3 separate regions of the Mus musculus genome follow, and regions 1 and 2 are each linked to region 3. Evidence: chromatin contacts called from public Hi-C and Micro-C data. All regions are on one chromosome and are shown on one strand. Each heading gives the region's core, a stretch centred on a gene start, on an enhancer-like site or on the middle of the called end of the contact. The rest is flanking DNA. Distances are from core to core; before and after follow the strand shown. Region 1 has its middle 42 kb from the start of Tafa4. Region 2 overlaps Mitf (melanogenesis associated transcription factor). Region 3 overlaps Gm46970 (a long non-coding RNA gene).

Region 1 (2,997 bases), core at 415-2,914, 420 kb before region 3:
GCAGTCCGAGGAGTTCTGTTTAGAGACCTGGACTCAGGTAAACCCATTGACACAGAAAAAGATTTCAGTATTGGCTCAAATGAAACAAGTTGGGTCTCAGTGGTCTCTCATTGTGTCCTTCACACACCAGTGTTAAAGACAAAGGGATTCGGGAAGATAAGATATACCAACCTGCCAGTGTGTTGGTTTCCACAAGAGAATCATAAATAAGTGTGTCTTTGGTATTAGCCAACACTAGTTTGGTGGCTTTAAATTACATGCCCCCAAAGTTTCCATGAAACTCCCCCCCCCCTTTTCTCTTTCCTTCTGACATGTGACTCTGGTGAAGCTGTGGATAAAATTATAATACAATAAAGTAAAACCAGGAGCCACTGAGGTTATGATGAAGACATGATAGACATTGGGTGTAGTGACTCTGGCCATAATTGTGAAACGTCCTGGTTCTGTCCTGGCTAGTGGCCATGAATCCCAGCCTGGAGCTCTGAGCTCCTATATCTCCTCTCTTAAATGAGCACAGCTGCCCGGACTCTGTATTTAAGGCTGTCCCTGTAACTCCAGTCCAGACATTAATCCCTTCTGGTGAGCAGCTTTGGAATTTGATCTCTGGATTTTTGTGGTGGAAATGTTTCTAATCCCAACAGCACATCTCCTAAATTACTTTGGGGGAATCTCTTGAATGGGACATTATACAGTAGTTTTGGGGCCCACTGAGGATGGATATCGCGGGTCTCTTGAGGTCCATTAAGGGAAATCGATTTCTTCCTGCTCAAAAGAATGGAATCTACCTCTGACACTGGGCAGAGACATAAAAGCCTTAAGAGCCGATGCTTATGGAGTCTACCTCGGACCATGCTCAAAAGGCAGCTAGCTGTTTTGCTCCCGTTTCCTGTCTCCCGGCCACTTTCCACCGTCAGTACCCTTTTGCAGGATCCCCTGGTGAGAGGGTTTGTTTAGTTCCGGTTGCACCAACGTGGGTAGCAGCAGGAGGAGAGAGGGGCAGATACTGTCTCTTTCACAGCTGTGGAGGGTGGGAACCTCTTCCTAGGTGTTATCTTATTCCTTTGCTCTCTGGATTTATTATTTGCACCAAAAAGCATCCACTATAAAACTTTTCTTTCCCATACTCTGTTATTTGAATTGCAAAAACAAGGCAATCCTGGACCAGAGTATCAAGTAAACGGTAAATATGATAGGGTTACAAAGTGACTCCTGCCCGGAATTGATTTGCATAGAGAAGCCCGACAGGACAGAGCAAAGATCAGAGGCGCTCCATCATCGAGTCTTCTAGTCTTACAGGAAAGCAGATGTCATGACATCCTCATAAACCGGAGGAGGACCCCCTCCACCCTGCCCCCAGGAGCCCATCCATAAACACCTCTCTCTTGAAGCGTCTTGAGTCAATTCCCTCCCTGAATGCTGTAGAATATTACCTGGAGTTTTGAAAAATGATACGTAGACGAAGATATTTTCCCAGGACATTTACATTTTTCTATCATTGTGGAAGTGCTCTAACTGTGAATTAGAACTGGCTTTCCGCTTTCAGTCACTTCCCACCTGCCTCACCAGTCTGCGGGTTTTCAGGGGTGGAGCTGGGACTTCTGTCTGGTCTTCCCTTTCCCTCCTCGGCTGCCTTTCAAATGCTAATGCTGGCCTTTGGCTGCCTTGCCTTGGGTCTGTTCAATGCAGCCCTTGTCCGCTCTCATTCTGGTCTGTCATCTGCCTTATTTACATGTCTATACCACTTTAACTTTGGGTTTGCTTCTGGGACTTGCAAGAGTCACCTTTAACTTCATCTCCTATGAGCCAATTGTCTTCCAGTGGACATTCATCAAACCGGCCTAATTTCTCTGGCTAACGCTGCACACAGCTTAGATCTCTGCCCAAAACTGTGCACGATTCAAATTCTTTTTAGCGCCCTAGCAATTTAGTTTGCAGATTTCTCAATATGCTACAATTTCCTTTTGCCCATACTGGTCCTGTGATAGAATCAGCTGATGTCACTGCGGCTATATCAATCAGGATGACACTAAAAGTGGAGGAGACAGCCCAGGTCCCGCACCCTTGGTTTCAGTGAGTGTGGTTTGGCAATAACACTCCAGGGCTGGTGATGCTGCTATCAGTGCTGTTAGTGGTGGTTGTTTGTTTGTTTATTTGGACTCCTCAGTTCATAACCTGAACATACAAATGGTCTAGAGGATACTTGACAAGTGGCTTATAATTGACCTCATACAAGAAGGGTGCATAGACTTCGCAGAAGGACTTTGGCAATCTCTTTGTCAAGTGAAAAACACACCCAGCAGAAGCCACACAGTACATCCTATAGTCTCCATATCAACCAGGTCTTGGCCCGTCTATTTATCCGCACTCATTAACAGGGACCAGCTAACACACCTGAGTTAGTTCAACCAGCAACATGCAGCAGAGGGCTGCGTGACCGCTCAGTCAGTAAAACATTTGCCTTGCAAGCATGAAGACCTGCATTTGATCCTAGGACTCCACAGAAAAACTGAACACACTTGGCCTTGCACTTGTAATCCCTGCACTGGAAAGATAGAAACAAGGAGATGCCCAGAGCTCACTGAGCACCCAGCCTCGCCTAACGGATGCACTCCAGGTTCAATGAGATACCTTGTCTCAAAGGGGGTGGGGAATAGCGGGGGAAGAACATCTGACGTGCTCTCTGGCTTCCACACACATGTGCACACCCCCCCACACACACATACACATACACACACATACACATACAAATATGTATATGCATATACTAAGGTACAACTGACTGGAGGAACTGCACACCAAAGACACTGCCTACTGTCCTCTTCCCCAGAAGGAGGTCGTGTCACTTGTCCAAGAGGATTCTCACCTCACCATATTCATGTACCTTAAAAAAACTGATCACTTGAAGTGCAGTGTATAGTACGTCTTCCCATTTACAATTCAGCATACGACTAGTACGTCACAGGTGCTGAGAAGCCCAACATGCCATCTATTTAACTT
Region 2 (2,700 bases), core at 167-2,666, 360 kb after region 3:
TTTGGTTAGCTGTTCTACCTCTAATAGGTGTTCTTTCCCCAGCCCTAGAAAGCCCACCTGCTTGCTATCTAGCTTAAGATTTCAGGGGATCTCTGTGAAGCTTTCCAGATCTTTTTATTGTTACACTAGAGAGAAACCATGATTATCTCTACATTGCTTCCCTAAAACACAAAGTAGGCATAGAATTTCTATGTGCCAAGTGAACACAGTCTGGGTTTTGAGTTGGATTTCTGTATTCCATTTGGAACACACTAAATTTAAGTAAAAATTATGTGGATATGTTAATAACTACTTTATAATTGGTTTTAGGGGGTCAAAGATCTATATTTAAATTAAGGAAGGGGAATAGGTATAGCTCAGTGGTAGAGTGCTTGCCTAAGAGTGTATGAAATCCTGGGTTTCCTCTTCAGCACTAGATAAATACATATATAATTAAGAGAAAGTGTTTGCTGTTAAGGGAAGTGACACTATACTCCATATCAATAGTTATTTAATTTGCTAAACTATTTGAAACATGGCAGCCGTGGGCTGGGAAGATGAGTAAGTGCTTGTTAAGTGGACATGAGGGCCTGAGTTTGGATATCCAGTACCCACTGAAAAGCTAGGCTGGGTGGCTATAATCTCCTTGCTGGCAAGGTGGATACAGAAAGATTCCTGGGACTTTCTGGTCAGCCAGCCTAGCTGAGTTAGTGTGTTCCTGGTTTAGTGAGATGCCTTGTCTCAAAGAACCAGGTAGACTGTGAAAAGGACGACGTCGCCCCAGTGTTGCCCTCTGGCCTCCACATCTACCTGTACGTGTGCACATGTCCATAAACGCAGAGCACATATACACATAAAACAATACACACAAATACAAAATATGATTGCAAGTTTATGTGCTTATGAAGAAGTTCAAAGATTGACTTTTTAAAGTGAAAAGCAGCAATCGGTTTCCCCTTCTCGATTCTGATTAGTAGGTTACAATTTCAGTAAGGTTTGCTTTTGAGAAAAATGAAATACGTTTATGGATATCATCACTGTAATACTCAGGAAAGGCAACTGTACTTACTGAGTTAAAGGTCAGATGGTTAAAGCAACTTTAAAATTTGCCTTGAAAGGACAGAGCCTCCTCAATATTAGCTGTGCTTCCTTTAAGCTTCCTCAAAGGCCTATCCTGAACAAGGCTCAGCCTTGCTTTCTCCTCTTTGCAAAGATGCTATATCAAAGACACACTAATTTAAGCCCTGCTACTGTCCAGATGTAGCAGCTGCGAAGAACCAGGTTCAGAAGGTCACCATTTGGAACTGCTTAAGCCAGGACAAACTTCCTGCTGTGATTGCATGTCTGCCGGAGAAACTGGTAGTTCTTTGGGGCCAGGCCTGTTCCATTACACCAGATGGAGCCGCAGTGTGGCTGGTCAGAGAGAAGCCAGAGTGTGAGCTTGTCTAAGGAGTAAGGCAATACCCAAAATAGCTGCTTCTCTTGACAATAGCCATGCCCTTGCAACCAGAACTGTTTGTGTTGGAAGAGAGAAATCTTAAGGCTTACATTGTCTGCTATGGTAGCAGGTGGCTACTGAGTCCTTGAAATATAGCTAGCCATAATTATATTTATAAGAGTAAAATCTACAGCAGATTTCTTAGGTTTATATTTTTAAAATGTGAAGTATCTTGTTAATTTGTCATATTTTCATTCTTTTGACAACTTCACACACACACTATAGCTATCTATCTATCTATCTATCTATATGTAAAATGTGCCTTGATTATACAAGTAGTATTTGGGGCATGTTGGGTTAAATATATTAATAACAATGATTTTTACCCACATTTTGTTTTTGCTTTTTAACGTACCTGCTGGGAAGTGTATACATACCTGTTCGTTTCCCTTCTGTTTTTGCTGAGCAGAGTGCCTGTGGGGGCATCCATACTAGGAATGTGACATTATTCCGAACTATACTTTGATTTTGAGAGTTGATTTTGAAATCCATCATCAAGTATGGAATTAGATCCTTTGGATTGCCAAGCTAGTTTCTCAGTAACCCATAGCGCATATGCAATAATGACAGCAAGAATGAAACTTTTTTTTTTCAGTCAGAAAAGCAATTTCTAGAAACCATGAGCTCTGCAGAGCTAAAATTTCATTCTCATTGTTTTATTTTTAAGCTCTATTTTAAGTTTCTTCCAGGACGAAAATGTTCAGTCCCTTCTGGATTCTGATGTCCTGGTAAATCTTCTTTGTGAACCTGGGGGATGTGATAGAACTGGCACAAGAGAAAATTAATTTGGTTGGGATCCATGAATGGAGCGGGGGGTAATGGGCAAGCCTTGTGGAGGCTGTGTAATCCATCACTGTACAAGGTTTGCTAGGTTGCCGAGCTGCGTGGCACCTTCTGTTTCGGGCAGCATCGTGCCAAGATTAACTCCTGTAGAACCCTGCTCTTCTGTATTAGGAGAAAGCATACGCATAATAGAATGTGACTATAGAACATGTATATTCGCAGTCAATAAAAATGCTTCTATCTGTCCTTCTGTATGTATGGTGTGTGTGTCCATTGTGTGCTCTGAAATAAAATCAAATGGGCTTTACCACAATTTTTTCTCTTTCATCCTAGGGTATTTTCCTACCCTTTATTTTCTACTAATTTGAACTCCAAACTCACTGTATCAGGGTACTGTCTTGTTGAAGGCAAGTCAATGCTGGGAGCCATTTAACTCCATT
Region 3 (3,052 bases), core at 486-2,985:
GCTGCAGAGCGTACACTCCAGAGACTTGGTTCGGGGGAAGTACTGTACTGTAAGCCAGATGACTGATATTTGGCCAATCACATTGTCCTTGAGCTCAAGCACGTTGGAGATTACGAGCTGGATTCCAAAGCTCTAATGCTTTTCTTAGGGGCAGCAAACCACTGTAGAACAGGAAGCTTGAAATGGCAGAAGGGCAGCTTGCATGCTTCTGAGACTCAAAAGCTCCAAATCACTGTCACTGAGCTGAAATCACAGTCCAGGGGGGTTGGAGGTTCTGGTCCTTCTACCTCCATGCCTCTGGTGGCTGTTGATATTCCTTTGCTCCTGACCATGTCACTCCACTCCCTGTCTCTGTCTTCATATCACCTTGTCTATCTATCTGCATACATGTCTATAGTCTCTCTGTCTCTCAAAGAAATATGTATGGTGATATGTTGGGTCTATCCAGATAATTTGGGGTAACCCCCTCATTTTGAGAACCATAATTTAATCACCCCTGTCAAGTCTATAATATGGGGCAACATTTACAGATTGCAGAAATTAAGACTCCATACCTCTGGGCCATTACGCAACCGAGTACACTAGTCTTTTCAAATCCAAAATGTATTCACACACCATAGCTCTCATGCTGTTTATATAGGACAACTTTACTAGCCAGTACAAATCCCTACTGAAGTGGGCTTAGACTATGAGGTTACAGGTAAGAGGTAACGGCAGAATGCCAACATGGACCCCAGGTGTGCACGCCCTGGGTAACCTATGCCTTTGTGTGCAGCTGGGGCTTTCGATGCTTCTAGCTCCAAGAGGATGACAAGGATGGGCTGCTGTGTGACCCTGATCAGCTTATGTTATATGCCAAAGGCACTCCTGGCATCACCCCAGGAAATGCTCCCTCAAGCATCATTACAAAAGGGAGAGAAAGGTGGCCTGCTGTTTTTGAAGAAGTACACAGCTCTCCTGTGCAGCCAGCCTGTGTGTGTGAGAGCTACAGGTGGCTGAGGACTTCAGTCCTACAGCTGTAGAGAGCCACAGTCTCATAGCAGCCAATGCGCATGAAGGAGGAGTCTGGGCCTTGGGCGAGATCATAGCCTGGGCCTGCACCTGAATTTCAGTCTGATGAAACCCTGAGCAGAGGGCCCAATTAAATTATGTGAGCATCCTGACCCAAGGCCACCCACGTGTGCCGAGTAAGCCATGCCATCAATGGTAATTGGTTACACAGCGATAGAAAATTGATGAACTTGTTTTGCAAGGGGTTTACTGTTCAGATCTCAGCTAGAAAATAGATAAGGGCAGACTACCCAAGCGAAGAGTCGAGTACAACATACTCTCAGGCAGCAAGGTATCCTGGGAAGAAAATGTCCTCTGTGTAAGGGAGATGGCTCAGAGCCAGAAAATAAGATTAATGTTAACTGCAAAATACACTGGGGGACAGGTTTGAGGGACATTAAGAAATGGAACAGGGAGATGTTTAGCCAAGTCTTTCAACTGCGGGGATGAGAGCCCAATTCAAACAGGCTGGGCCACCATGAACGGATCAGAGATTGAATGTGGAGAATTCAGCCATTTCTGTGTCAGCCTGATTTTCTCCCGGTCTCTCTCTCACTCCCATCCTCCCTGCTCACCTCACCGTGAGGCAGTCCTTTCCAGTATCAGTCAAGGGCTCGGCCTGATACTTGACTTACTGAACAAGCTTCAAGGTAAGCGATTCTTCCTAGTCATCCCAGCAGGAGTCCCCTGCTGTCTTCACTAGCTCTGACCCTGTCACAGCTGCCTCACTGGCCTGACTTTGACCCCATGAGGGAGGGGCCAGCCTCATCTGAAACCAAGCCGGAATTCAGTTAGCAAAGGTGGCAGACACCTGTTGCCCTACCAAAAAGACGTTGGCTCCATGTTCATGCTCAGGTAAAAGAGGGCCGAGTCTGCTCAAGTCAGCAAACCCAGAAGTGCTAGGCAGGCTTCTCTGCATGGCATCTGGCTTCACGCTCACTACCACACCCACTTCTCCAACAGCCGCTGCAGCAGGCACATGGGCATGGGAGGATACTCCGGCTCACGGTTCCCCCAGGCCACTGACCTAGCAACTGGCAAAGCAGAACTCAAATCAAGGAATGTGAGTTTCCAAAATAAGGAGTTCAATGCTCTCCTTCTAAACGAACTTTAACCAGACTAGCACATGGAGATGGGGTAGCACCCGATAACATGTAACACCCCTCTATGAAGGCCCACTTTAAACCTTCCCACGGGGATTTAACAAGTGGTCTACTTTCATTTCGGTACAGCAATTCATTGGCTGAATTGAAATAGAAGACAGCCCACAGGGCTCAGGGAAAAAGAAAGTGGATATCAGTAAGCCCAGGGATGGGGGTGGGGGTGGGGGTGGGGGTGGGGGTGGGGGTGGGGGTGGGGGGGAGGGGACAGATATGTGGAGGAGGACAGCCTGTGGAGGACCATTGAAGCCCCAGCATCGACAGCCACAATGCCAGAGACAGACAATGACAGAGGAAGTCTGTGAAGGAAACAGGTTCAGGACTGTCCCCCTCCCAGGCCCTCCCTCCCATTGTGCCTCTCACTGAGTCAGCCTGGAGAGGAAGAAAACAGAGACTGTCATTCTCCCACACACACCTCTAACTTATCCCCAACAGGGAAGGAGAGGAGGCTGAGACAAGTAAGACACAAGCAGGCACCCATCCCCCACCTCCACACACCCAGATGCTCTGTGGTGCCCTGCCACCCCCATTCCCCACAGCAGAGAATTCAGTCAGGCTTCCACGGAGAAGGCATACTTTCAAGGACTGGTGTCAGCCTAAGATGTGTCACTTAGTTACAGAATGGCAGGCTGTTGGTATAGTACTGTTGGTAGAGTGCTTGCCTGGCATGCAGGAAGCCCTGGGTTCAGTGCCTAGCATAGCATAAACTGGACACATGAATGACCACAGCACTCAGGAGAAGGAGGCAGGTAGATCAGAAGTTCAAAGCTATCCTCAACCACATAAAGATCTGAGGTTAGCTAGGACTGCATGAGACCTTGTTTCAAAAAAAAAAAAAAAAA

Evidence for each region. Hi-C and Micro-C count contacts between places; a contact is called where the count stands out from the background.
Region 1: a Micro-C map of embryonic stem cells shows a contact between it and region 3, with 4 times the contacts expected there. The contact joins two enhancer-like sites. A contact is called at or near these places in 1 of 484 Hi-C or Micro-C datasets (embryonic stem cells) and 1 of 115 datasets of contacts at active chromatin or transcription factors (embryonic stem cells).
Region 2: a contact with region 3 is called in a Hi-C map of the N1E-115 cell line, with 2.5 times the contacts expected there. The contact joins two enhancer-like sites. A contact is called at or near these places in 3 of 484 Hi-C or Micro-C datasets (the N1E-115 cell line, myeloid progenitors and trophoblast stem cells).

Annotation. Positions count from the first base shown.
Region 1 is chr6:97,100,842-97,103,838 of GRCm38.p6, forward strand. No RefSeq gene overlaps it. Among named protein-coding and RNA genes, the nearest start is that of Tafa4, 42 kb to the left of the region's middle. Within about 2 kb of position 1,665, at least 27 of the 459 cell types and tissues checked have an H3K27ac peak or open chromatin away from gene starts, as enhancers often do. A contact at or near this core is called in embryonic stem cells, where this site is marked.
Region 2 is chr6:97,880,810-97,883,509 of GRCm38.p6, forward strand. All of the region lies in intron 1 of Mitf (melanogenesis associated transcription factor), which reads left to right. Among named protein-coding and RNA genes, the nearest start is that of Mitf, 75 kb to the left of the region's middle. Within about 2 kb of position 1,417, at least 82 of the 459 cell types and tissues checked have an H3K27ac peak or open chromatin away from gene starts, as enhancers often do. A contact at or near this core is called in the N1E-115 cell line and trophoblast stem cells, where this site is marked.
Region 3 is chr6:97,516,061-97,519,112 of GRCm38.p6, forward strand. It overlaps Gm46970 (a long non-coding RNA gene), which reads left to right. Exons shown (of 5, transcript XR_003956336.1): 1 at 1-1,700. It also overlaps a transcript of Frmd4b not described here. Among named protein-coding and RNA genes, the nearest start is that of Gm46970, 22 kb to the left of the region's middle. Within about 2 kb of position 1,736, at least 28 of the 459 cell types and tissues checked have an H3K27ac peak or open chromatin away from gene starts, as enhancers often do. A contact at or near this core is called in the N1E-115 cell line, embryonic stem cells and trophoblast stem cells, where this site is marked.